Linked DNA regions of Mus musculus: region 1 is linked to region 2. Evidence: chromatin contacts called from public HiChIP or PLAC-seq data. All regions are on one chromosome and are shown on one strand. Each heading gives the region's core, a stretch centred on a gene start, on an enhancer-like site or on the middle of the called end of the contact. The rest is flanking DNA. Distances are from core to core; before and after follow the strand shown.

Region 1 (5,998 bases), core at 3,251-5,750, 94 kb before region 2:
TGAAAGGGATCACTGCTTGTCAATAAACAGTGAATGGACAGAAACCTTTTCTTCTTTTCCTCAAAGACATACATCTCACAGTGCCATTGGTTGGAGCTTCTTGGGGATGTGGATGCAGACGGGGATGGAGATGGGATGGAGATGGGAATGTAGGTAGTGTTTTAGGACAATGGCAACTGTACCAGCAACAATGACTACACAGGTCCTGATGTCTGGTGCTGAAGCCAAAGCTCTGACATTGGGGGTGCCTCTGTTGCCAACTAATCTTTGTCCCTCTAAAGCACCTGAATGTCTTCCCAAACTTCGCAGAATACAAATCAACATGTGTGACTGAGTGGAAGGCCCTGCCTCCTCCATCCCTACATCTTGCAGCATGTTTTCTCTGTTCTCTGAGATCAACTACTTTGGCCTTACTCTGCACAATCAAGTTCATCTTTTCCTAAGCCTCTGGCACACATCTTGCCCTCTCAGAAATGGTCTCCCTTCCTTACCCATTTAAATGTTCATTAAGAAGTATTTGAGAGCACACTGTTTTATGATCGGTTTTGCCTCTCAATATATTTCAGTATGTGATACCATTTTGTGTGTGTGTGTGTGTGTGTGTGTGTGTGTGTGTGTGTGTGTGTGTGTGTGTTTACTACATAATTGGGGGGATATTAAAGTAGGAACGAGTGATATGCTAAACTCACACATTCAAAGTTCTGGCATAAAGTAGAAAGATGTCAACTTCTATAAAAAGAGACTTATTTTCTTAAATCTTTATATATCTAAGTATTTTCTTGCATGTATGTATGTGAACCAAATGTATGCTGTGCTCCCAAGGCCAGATGATGGTAACGGAACCCTGGAACTGGGGTCAACTGGAGTGACAGGTTAGTTGTGAGATGCCATGTGGGTTGTGGGAACTGAACCAGTGTCCTTGGCAAGAGCATCCTGTGCTCTTGACAACTGAAAACTTCCTCCCAGAACTAAGAGCTCAGCTTGAAACAAAATAATCACAGGCAAACAGATGCACAAGGGCAGAGGACCCCAGTAACACAGAGGCTGTCTCTTCTTCAGCTCCTGGAGTCCTACCTTGGTTTCAGCTCCGTGTATGCCATGCCAGCTTCTGGCTGTGCCCTGCCTCTCCCTCTTCCACTCCACCTCACTACATCTTCTACCCTTTAGTCCAGTACTAGAAATTGAACGCAGGAACTTACACAAGCTAGGCAAGAGCGCTACCACTGAGCTACGTCTCCAGCCATTTTGAGAGATCTTGCTAGGTACCCTAGGCTGGTAAACAACAATCCTTCTGCTTCTGCCTCCCAAAGAGCTGGGATTGTGGGCATGCCCTTCCCTTTCTATGCCTTTTCCTCTCCATCTTCCTTTCCTGTAATGTTGACCATTTTGTTTTATTTTGTTTAAGATCTTATTAGGGATAGTTTGGGTCCCTCAGAACTATTTGTCCCTTCTAGAACTTCATTTCCCCTGCGCCAACTCATTCTCTTACATCCTCCATGATTAAAAATTACTCAAAACTCTTTTGAGAACCACAGTCATCTCTTAAATTTCGCTTTTATTTTCAAAGAAACGAAATCCTGATGGGGGTGTGGTGGTACCTACCAAGGCATTGTCCATTCCAGCCGCGGAACCCCTCTGTGCAGGGCACACACTGGTAAGAGCCCGGGGTGTTCACACACTGTTCCTCGGGACAAGTGCTTGGCTTCAGACACTCATCAATATCTGAAAAATTGGGAAGTTAGGTAGTGAGCATTTTATCAGAAGCCCAACACGAGCACTGAATTTCATCATGAGAGTGAGAAAAAGATCTTATATTTCAGGAAAGAAGATAATTAGGTGGGGCTCTGGGTCTAGTGGCAAATATCCAACAGGAGCACACAGATAAAGCTGGTTGCAGCTACACTTTGGAAGGGTGGCCGTTTCCACTTGGGAGTCAGTGGGTTGTCTGGGGCCACACCATGGACCAAATCTTTCAAGTGATCGCAAAGCTTGCCAGAAAGAAACACAAACAATGAGGATGAGAGTGAGGAGGCCACATGTCTATCCAGTGGAGGTTTTCTCCAGAGACATACCGTCGCTTTTGCTTCCATAGAACAGAAGGCGTTCTAGGATTGAGTAAATTAGTATCACATTAGATGAACTCTTAGGAGTATAAAGAGAAGGAGAAGAGAATGAACTCACCAGATACTGCAAAATTTTTCTAGAAGAAGCTCTCCCATTAAATGTCAGCTTTACTGTGTGCTGCTAAGTGACTTTATTAAATGTAATTCTTTTTTTTTTTTGAGAGAGAGAAACCACTTTACATATGGTTGACATTTCCTCAGAGGTACTCAGGTAGGCGTGTGTGTGTGTGTGTGTGTGTGTGTGTGTGTGTGTGTGTGTGTGTGTGCTCGAGCATGCGCACGCATGTATTTGAGAAAAAAAAACTTGTTGGAATTGCTTTTCTACTCCCACCCTGTGGGTCCTGGGGACTAAGCTCAGGTTGCCATGCTTGCTAGAAAACACCTAGGCATGGCATCTTTTTTTAATTTTTTTCAAGACACTTGAAAAATAAAAGAGGGGAAGAAGAGGCTCTAGTTGAAAATGATACCAGTCCGGAGCTACTGTCGCCATACAATAGAAGTCTATTTTCCTGGAGAAGAATTTTGTACTTAGAGAAGCACATGCAATGTCTAAGTTTCCCAATACAAAATGTATGAGAGAGAAGACCCTCAAAACATCCTTATGGAAACACACTTTTCGGATCCAAGGTAAAAGACGAAAGTGAAAAGAAGCAGAATTGGCTCACTAATTAAGTCATCACAGACACTTGCGGTCTTCATTCTAGATACCTTTAAGAATCCTTTGTGAGAGAAACTTCTGTGCACGAAAGATGCTTAAAGGGAATATTATGGAGACAAAACAAAAGCACCAAGTCACTGTTGTAACTACATGACACACTGTTGTGCTCTCTCTCTCTCTCTCTCTCTCTCTCTCTCTCTCTCTCTCCGCCACTGTATATGAATCTTTTACTTTTTAAAAAATAGAAATGCAACTGCCAAATCAGATTGCCACAGGCTGCTCTGTGTTGAGGTGTCGGGCAGCACCTGCAGATACGCTGCAGCACTTCCTGCTTGACCTTCAGCTGTGAAGCCAGGGCCACCTGCCTTGTGACATTTTAAGGGCAAATGAGATAATGTCTGAAAATTACAAATGGGCTCCTTGGAGACTCAACTCTGTTTGAAAGCAGCTTCCTTAATGACATCTTAGATAAGCTTCAGGGAGCCAAAGACCTGGGGACCTTTGGCTCTGGTCCACCATGGAATTAAAAACAGTCACATATTATTGGGTCTCTTTTTCTCTTCGAGGCTTTTTGTGTAAATAGATTGATGCACATCCAGGGAACCCTGGTGACATGTTAACTAGAGTTAAATAATTCCTATAGATTGAGTATTACTGAATATTCTATCAGCTATAAATCATAGCATTTTAAATGTTCTAATCTACTTCTTTCTGTCATTGTTTAAATATCCTCTCTCTTCTTTGGGACTGTATAAAGACCATAATTAAGGATTAGTGTTTGGTTTTCTTTTTGTTAATGAATATTTGTCAAATGTATCTTCAATTTCTAGCACATTTCTGCTTGGACCAAGAACAAAGAATCGTGGAAGAGGACATAAAGACACTAAAAGAGGAAGATGACAAATATCATAAAGGCTTCAGCTACACATGCTGATGCTCGTAATGACCCTGTCGATTGACTTCATGGCTCTCCATTTACAGACGATGAACTAAGGTTTAGACCAAACAGTTACTACAAATGAGGGTTGTCAGCTGAGTCCCTCCCACGATTTTCTAGGCTCACACTCTCTACTGCAGAGGGAGGATTCCCTAGAAGAGGACAGTGGGGACACTTTGGTGTTCGTCCAGTGGCACAGGGCCACAGATGGGAAGGTTCATGGCAATGCTTAGCTCCAAACTGATCTGAAGCCCAGCAATACACGACACTCCCACTTGTCTCTAGAGTTAGAACCCAAGGGGCTGAGGCAAGAGGCCAGCAGGACAGTCAGGTATGGACTGCCAAGAAATGTCTAATTAGTTCTCCTTCCAGGCCTAGGTCATCTGAGTGTGAAGGGAGCCAATATGCAGAAGCCAAGGGACAGCTGAGGGAAGACTAGTCCACTGAGCCTGTCCCTCCTTAGCTGTAGAAGTCTGCCCACAGTGGACAAGATGTAGAGCTTCAGACAGCTGCAGCCAGCTAGCCAGGGAGTGCCAGGATCCAATACCACATCTAACTCTAAACCCTCCAAACACCAGGGCAGGGACCTGTGTCTTTGCTGTTGTGGGTCCATGCTAAGATTGCTGCAGAAGTTAATCTCTCTGGGGAAAAATAATTACCAAAGAAGAGGAGGAGGGAGAGGAGGAGGAGGAGGGAGAGGAAGAAGAACTGATGTAAGATGAACATCTGCACCAACAGAAATACCAATTAGAACATAATTCTGACCACACTGTACACAGTTTACAAGACATTTCGCTAATGAGTGCCATCTCTGTCGTGTAACGAAGAAATGTTATCTAGCACTATTAGTCTCTGGTTCCAAATTGGTCAGACAGAGTTTCAAACAGTCTGCAGGAAAATTCCAGAATACATGTAAAAGAAGACAGTTGAGACAAAAGAATGCAACAAGATGGGAAGGGGGAAATGAAAAATGACCCCAGGTTCCACCTGCACTGTATTCACAGGCAAGTGAGCAGCCAGACACTATAATGAAGCCTGGCCTCAGTCCAGAATAGTCACCAATTAACTGTGCTCGCAACTGCAAACACTAGGAAAGACAGATGCCAACGTAAAAAGTAAGGAGAATGTCAATGTAGGAAATAAGGCAGACAGAGCCATGGAAGTCAGGCAGAGGCTGTGAGCAGAGAGACAAGCTTTGAACTTTGTGAAGGGACCAAGGACTCACTGGGTCACGGGCAGAACTGAGAAGAACTGCAAAACCCATGGCAACTGCCTTCCAGCCCTGGCTCTAGACCCAGCTACATTGCTGAGACCCAAGTCACAGGTCTCTGTCTGGTCAGCACACTCACCCTCACAGTAGCCTCTCCGTGACATCCGGTACCCACTGTCACAGTACTCGCACCGGAAGGCCCCAGCGGTGTTGATGCAGCGGCCATCCCTACACATATCAGGCCTCAGGCACTCATCCACATCTGCATGAAACATAAAGTATGGTCCGGGATGAGTCATTTTTAGTTGTTATGGTTCTCTCTTCAGTCTCTAATTAGGATACAAAGTGATTATGGCCTTTACAAACATTTAATTTTGTTTTCGTTTCTACCCCTTCCAACCTGCTCCCCCACCCGACCCCGTTTCCCTGATGCTGCCCCAACCTGCAGCCTTCCTTTCCCAATATGCCTCGATGCCACACATTTTCTATAAGCTCCCCCATAGCTTACTTTTTTATTTACTTACTTATGTTTTTTTTAATTTAATTTGTAATTCATTTTTACACTCCATATTCCATTCACTGCCCCTCCACTCCCACCCTCTAACTGCTCCACATCCCATACCTCCTCCCCACCACGCCCCATCTCCACGTGGATGCCCCCACCTTCCACGCCATCTTTAAGTCTCCTTCTCCCCCTTCTCATGGGTCCCTTTCTGCTTTTTTTCAACCCTCTTCCTACTCATTTCCATATAAAAACATACATACATGCATACATACATACATACATACATTCATACATACATACATACTTAGGAGCTGCATATAAAAAGAACATGCAGCACTTGGTTTTCTAAATATAAATAAAATCACTTAGAATTTTCTAGAAATTTTAGTGATTTCATTTTTCATTAGAGCTGAAAGACACTTCTAGTGTGTGTGTTTTCTCTCTCTCTCTCTTTTCATTATCCATTCATTTGTTGATACCGATTACCTAGTCTGGTTCCAATTCCTGACTACTGTAAATAGTACAGTAATAGCTATAAGTGTGTAACTGTATTCATGGCAGGATA
Region 2 (5,398 bases), core at 1,634-4,133:
CATGGCTTCCTTCTGCAGTCCTGTAAATGACACCTTTTTACCCCTAGTTTAGAAGATAACTGGGATTCTGAGATATTTAACACTTTTCTCAAAGCACACCATTAACACAAGGTAGGGTGGAGGTTCAAAATCCACCACACTGTCTCCAAAGCTGCACATTGTACCAGTGGCTCTGGGAAGGCAAAGAAGGGATGCAAAGGAACCTGTCTCCATAGAGACGGAAACTAGGGGAGCATCAGCTACAGTGTAGATGCTACTCTCTCCTCTCAATAAAATAATTAACCCTTTACAGCTCTCGTTGGACCTGAATGGACACTCAACATACGGTACTGGACAGCCTCTGGTAAAGCCAGTTCATGAAATAAAATCGAGTGTAAACCCTTGAGTTGAGGACCACAATGACCAATAAATTATAACGAAGCAGAAATGATGGCTACTATCCATAAGGACCAAATACCTAACCGCTGGGATTCTCATCTACAATATCTACTCAGTCTCAATAGAGTTGAAAACATCCACTTGTACAGCAACCAACCAGCTTATTCTATTCTTAATCCCTCCATGGCCCCATTTATTATACTGATCATTATTATGGGAACAAAACAGAGAGGACATAAGGCCTCATCTGTAAAAGCTTAGAAGCTTCTAGAGAAAACCAAATTTACACAAGCCTTCAAGCTCTCGGGAGGGCCACCCAAGGACACTGACACAATCAATCAAAGTATTCCCTTGGACACAGCATTGCCCTAACCACATGAACGACCCACTCGAAGTCATTCCAAGGCACTTGGATTCCTTAAGTTCAACTTCTTCTATTCTTCTCCCAACAATTAAAAGGGTAAGCCTCCTCAAGACCCTTATAAATTTACTCTCTGAAGCTACAGAAATGCAAAGTGCCCATGACAGTTGTTTTTTGTTTGTTTGATTTTTTTTTTTTTTTTTTTTTTTTGTGGCTGGATTCTCTCTCTGGGTTGAGACAGGCCTGGGTTTTCTAGACAGACGAAGTGTTACTTGTTTCTCTGGATGAAGAGAAGCAGCTGGGAGAATGGTTAATAAATCTGTGAGGGGCACACACAATGTCCATGGTCAACTTGACTCTTCTTCTCCTACCTCAGAGCCAAATTTATTTGGGGAAGATTTCTTTTCTGATGTTACCAGATTGCCACACAACATGACAGAGTGACCCAAAGGAGCTCTGACACCAAGATTCCAAGTAGGTCATCAGGGGCTACTAAATAACAACACACTCACTGGAGTTCCTGGTGTGCATGCACGCATGTGTGTGCGCGCGTGTGGAGTATACATGTGTATATGAGTGTGTGTGCTCACATAAGTGTGTGTACACACATATATCTGTGCATGTGTGTGTATGAGTACACATGTGAGTGTGTGTGAGTGTATGTGTGTAGTATGTTTGCATGTGTGTATATGAGTGCATGTGTGTGCGAGTATATGTGGATGTATGTGTATGTTTGTTTGTGTGTGTATGTGTGTATGAATTTGTGTGTGTGTGTGTGTGTGTGTGTGTGTGTGTGTGTGTGTGTGTATTCCTGATCATGCATGTATATACATGAGGAGGCCAGAGGTCAACCTTGGGGATCTTCCTCAATTGCTTTCTACCTTAACTTCTGAAATAGTATCTCTCATCCAACCTGGAGCTGGCTAACTCAGTTACATTGGTCAGGACCCCAAGGATCCATCAGGCTCCAGAGGCCCTAGCACTGAGATTACAGAGACCCACTACCACATCTAGCCTTTCCGTTGGCACTGGAGATCTAGCTCAGGTTCTTATGTGTGCACAGCAAGCATTTTACCAAGGAAGCCACCTCCCAGCATTCCTGCCTTTTTAGCTTATAAAAATTTGATTTAAGAAATTAAATGACAAAAACTGAGAAACAGAAGATGGGCTGGAGAGATGTCTCCGTGATTAAAAACACTTGTCCTTCCAGAGGATATCAGCTCAGTTCCCAGAACCCACAAAGGGCAGCTGACATTTGCCTGTAACTTCAGCTCCAGGGGATCCAGTGTTCTCTTCTGGCTTAGGCAGGTCCTGCACCCACATGTGTGCATATACACACAGAGACATATAAATCAACTAAAGAATTTTTTGAGAGAGAGAGAGAGAAGAAGAATAAAAATTCCTCCCTGGATTTAGAACCTGTGATGTTCTCTAAAGCATTAAACAATGACTGGCAGCTCTCTGAACACTCAAACTCTCTGTGTTGCCTGCTAAATGACTGAAAAGCCAGGCCTTGACTACCCAGCAAGCATCCAAAGTTCAGAAGAGTGGATGCCATTCACTGGCTCAGCCTGAAGGACTCGACGTTCTCATTATTTGTGACAGTGTATCCAGGAAGTATAAGACACAATGACAAGCAAAAATGCTTATCTCTGACATTACGAGAAGGACCTAGGCAGGGCCGAGAAGAGACAAGGACACACACAGCTGTCATGACCACAGCCACCACTCGCCAGCCGATGCTTTGTCCTCTTTCAGAAGCAAGCTTAGGGACCTTAAGCCCCTGTATTCCCATCTCATTGTCTGACTGACATTTGCGTTTTGCCACAGCTGAGTCACAAAGATAACATGTTTCCTGTTTCATCATACGATGCGCTAGACTAACAATGTGTCTTCCCTATTGAAGAATGGGGAAGAGGTCCACCCAGTGTTCTTACCACTTGGAAGGGGAGTATTTTCTGACATCAGAGCTGCCTAGCTCTATAACCCATATTGGCATTAGAGGAGAGGGAAGGAGAGAAGGACTCACTATTTGCAGTGTTTAAAAGTTACTTCCCCCAAACCTGAATCTCTGCTTTAGAGTCCAGTAAGTACAAGGATTCTGAGTAATACATGTGAATCACAGGAAAGAGACTTTACATCTCTCCAAAAAGACGGTGGGGCATTTAGGTGAACACAATGTCTATGAATCAGACCTGCTTTCTCTCTTCACGTCTGTTCAATGATCAATTGGGAAACCCTCCAGTTGGTAGCTGGAGAGGAGTTAAGCCCACCTGGATTTCCAGAAAACACTGAGGACTCTCATCTCATGTCTTCCTCTGGGATGACCCAGAAATCACTCAGAACTTAGTATCATTCCTGTCCAGGCCCACAGCAGCTCTCAGGGGTAGGAAGCCACTTTCTGTGACTAGGAATGAGGATCTGACTTCCTGCAGGACTTGAGGACGCTACTCTAGGTGAGGACTTGTATTTAGAATCATGAATCCCCAAGAACTGCCTTCAAAATTCTCCACTTCAGTCTGTATGAAGTTTATGTGACACCCCATGCTTGTTCTCATGCCCAACAAAGGTTTGTGTAATAATTGAGATATATTCTGTTTTACACATATAGTCTGCCTTGAGTAATGTCATCTCAGCTTCTCCTGGGTACCCAATAGCTCTTATCCTCACCTTAATTGGGTAATAATCCAGGAACGTATATTTGCATTTCATCACCTGGGACAAAGTCCCCCTGACATCACCTCTCATTCACTACCAGTCCTTCCTCAGAGCAACAGCACCCTCAGGGAGTCACCTTCAAACTCTCTAGATAGGAAAACCTCTCAAAGCTCATCACTCCCATTTGACAGCATGGATGAGAGTCCAGTGCCAGGGTTCTCAACTTGGACTACACGTCCACTCCAGCATAGAGAAGACAGCATGAAACAACGGTGGGTACAGGAGAACACAGTACTGGATTCTGAGCTTCAAACCTGCCTTTTCAAACAAACTTGCTCCATGGTGCTGAGCAGTTATTTAACCTCATCTATAGAATGCCTGCAGACCCCTGATTTCTCAGCCACTGGGCATTGGGCATACAGACAGCACTCCACAGTGCTGTTACAAATCCAAGGTTCCTCTTCCTCCTTCATAAACGTATATGCCACTCATTAAACTTCAGGGTCTTCATGTGTTTCCCACTAGGAGCTTATGTCTAAGGTCAAAAAGGCAAAACAGCTGAACCAAAGCATTTAGCCGGATATGGTGGCACACACCATATCCATATGTAACCTTAGTACTTTGGAGGTGAAAGCAGGAGGATCAGGAGTTCAAAATCATCCTTACTGTATGATGAATGAGCATCCAGCCTGGGTCATATGAGTGTAATGCAAATGATCCAAGGCTGCTTCAAGCATCCTGTAAGACACAGGGCAGACTTGAAACATCAGATTCTTCACTGGAATGTGAACATAAAAGGGACTTGCAGGCTCAGTGTCAAATCCTGGAAAAGGCCATCTCATACATAAGCAAGATGTAAATCAATACACTAACTCACCCCATCACCCAACTTCAAAATGTCTCCTGAAGAGTGTGCTGGGGATATGTTAGTTCAACTACCCAGTAGATAGTTGGGTAATTAAGAGTTAATACTAATAAGTGCATAGTCTATGGATTAATAACACTTCCTATGGCTTATCCTAGGACCTTCACAGATATATTATGTGGTTATGTTACTACTCATTGTCCAATTGATGGGATCTAGAATTACAGAATAGACATGAGTCTCTAGGGAGCCTGAAGGATTAGCTAGACCAGTGGTTTTCAACCTTCCTAATGCCGCAACCCTTTGGCACAGCTCTCATGTTGTGGTGGTCCCCAAGCATAAAATTACTTTGTTGCTAGGTCATAACTGTTATTTTGCTACTAGCATGGATCATAATGTACATATCCACTATGCAGGATATCTGATATGCAATTCCACATTGGGGTTTTGACCCCCGTGTTAAGAACCTTTGAGCTAGCTGTCTATTAACTGAGTCTGGATAAATAAGTTACAATATATGCTGGGATGAACTGTGGTACAGTATTTAAAATTATCAAGGGAGACTTATTTCTATGGCTATTAGTTGGTAGGCAAAAAAAGCACAGCACAGTAATTAATATATTAGGAAAGCTCCAGGCTGTATTTATATATCTGCCAATACATACCCATTCTAGAAGGCATATAAATGGACCCATTTGTATGTCTAAGAAAGAGATCTGAGTACTCACAGGACAGAAATAGAAACAAAACTTACATTTGTCAAATGGTTCCCATCCCACTTTTTTGTCCATTTTATAAGTCGTTTATTATTTTTTCAATGATGTACAAATCCATTTCTTTTTCAAAAAAAAAAAAAAAAAAAAAACAAACCTGTCATCAGATATAGTTAACTGTAACTTTGGTATGAGCAAAGACCAGCCAAAAAGAGAAGTGTGTTCAAATGGGGAAGTTGACAAGACAATTTAATAGATATTCCTTTGAAAAGGATGTTGGTACATACCATAATCCCTGCATTCGGAAGGCTCAGGCAGGAAGACAGCAAGTTAAGCACTAGCTGGGCTACTCAGCTGTACTCTGTCATCATTATCATTAACATCACTGCAGCCATCACCATCACCATTACCACAAACAACATT

Evidence for each region. HiChIP or PLAC-seq counts read pairs in DNA pulled down with a chosen protein or histone mark.
Region 1: an H3K27ac HiChIP or PLAC-seq map of the HPC-7 cell line shows a contact between it and region 2, with 6 times the contacts expected there. The contact joins two enhancer-like sites. A contact is called at or near these places in 1 of 484 Hi-C or Micro-C datasets (nephron progenitors), 1 of 115 datasets of contacts at active chromatin or transcription factors (the HPC-7 cell line) and 3 of 9 other capture datasets (adipose tissue, liver and pancreatic islet).

What each region holds. Positions count from the first base shown.
Region 1 is chr17:75,291,948-75,297,945 of GRCm38.p6, reverse strand. Ltbp1 (latent transforming growth factor beta binding protein 1) reads right to left here. Exons shown (of 34, transcript NM_019919.4): 18 at 5,068-5,190; 19 at 1,603-1,722. Among named protein-coding and RNA genes, the nearest start is that of Rasgrp3, 140 kb to the left of the region's middle. Within about 2 kb of position 4,500, at least 11 of the 459 cell types and tissues checked have an H3K27ac peak or open chromatin away from gene starts, as enhancers often do. A contact at or near this core is called in the HPC-7 cell line, where this site is marked.
Region 2 is chr17:75,197,011-75,202,408 of GRCm38.p6, reverse strand. All of the region lies in intron 5 of Ltbp1 (latent transforming growth factor beta binding protein 1), which reads right to left. Among named protein-coding and RNA genes, the nearest start is that of Ltbp1, 190 kb to the right of the region's middle. Within about 2 kb of position 2,883, at least 61 of the 459 cell types and tissues checked have an H3K27ac peak or open chromatin away from gene starts, as enhancers often do. A contact at or near this core is called in the HPC-7 cell line, where this site is marked.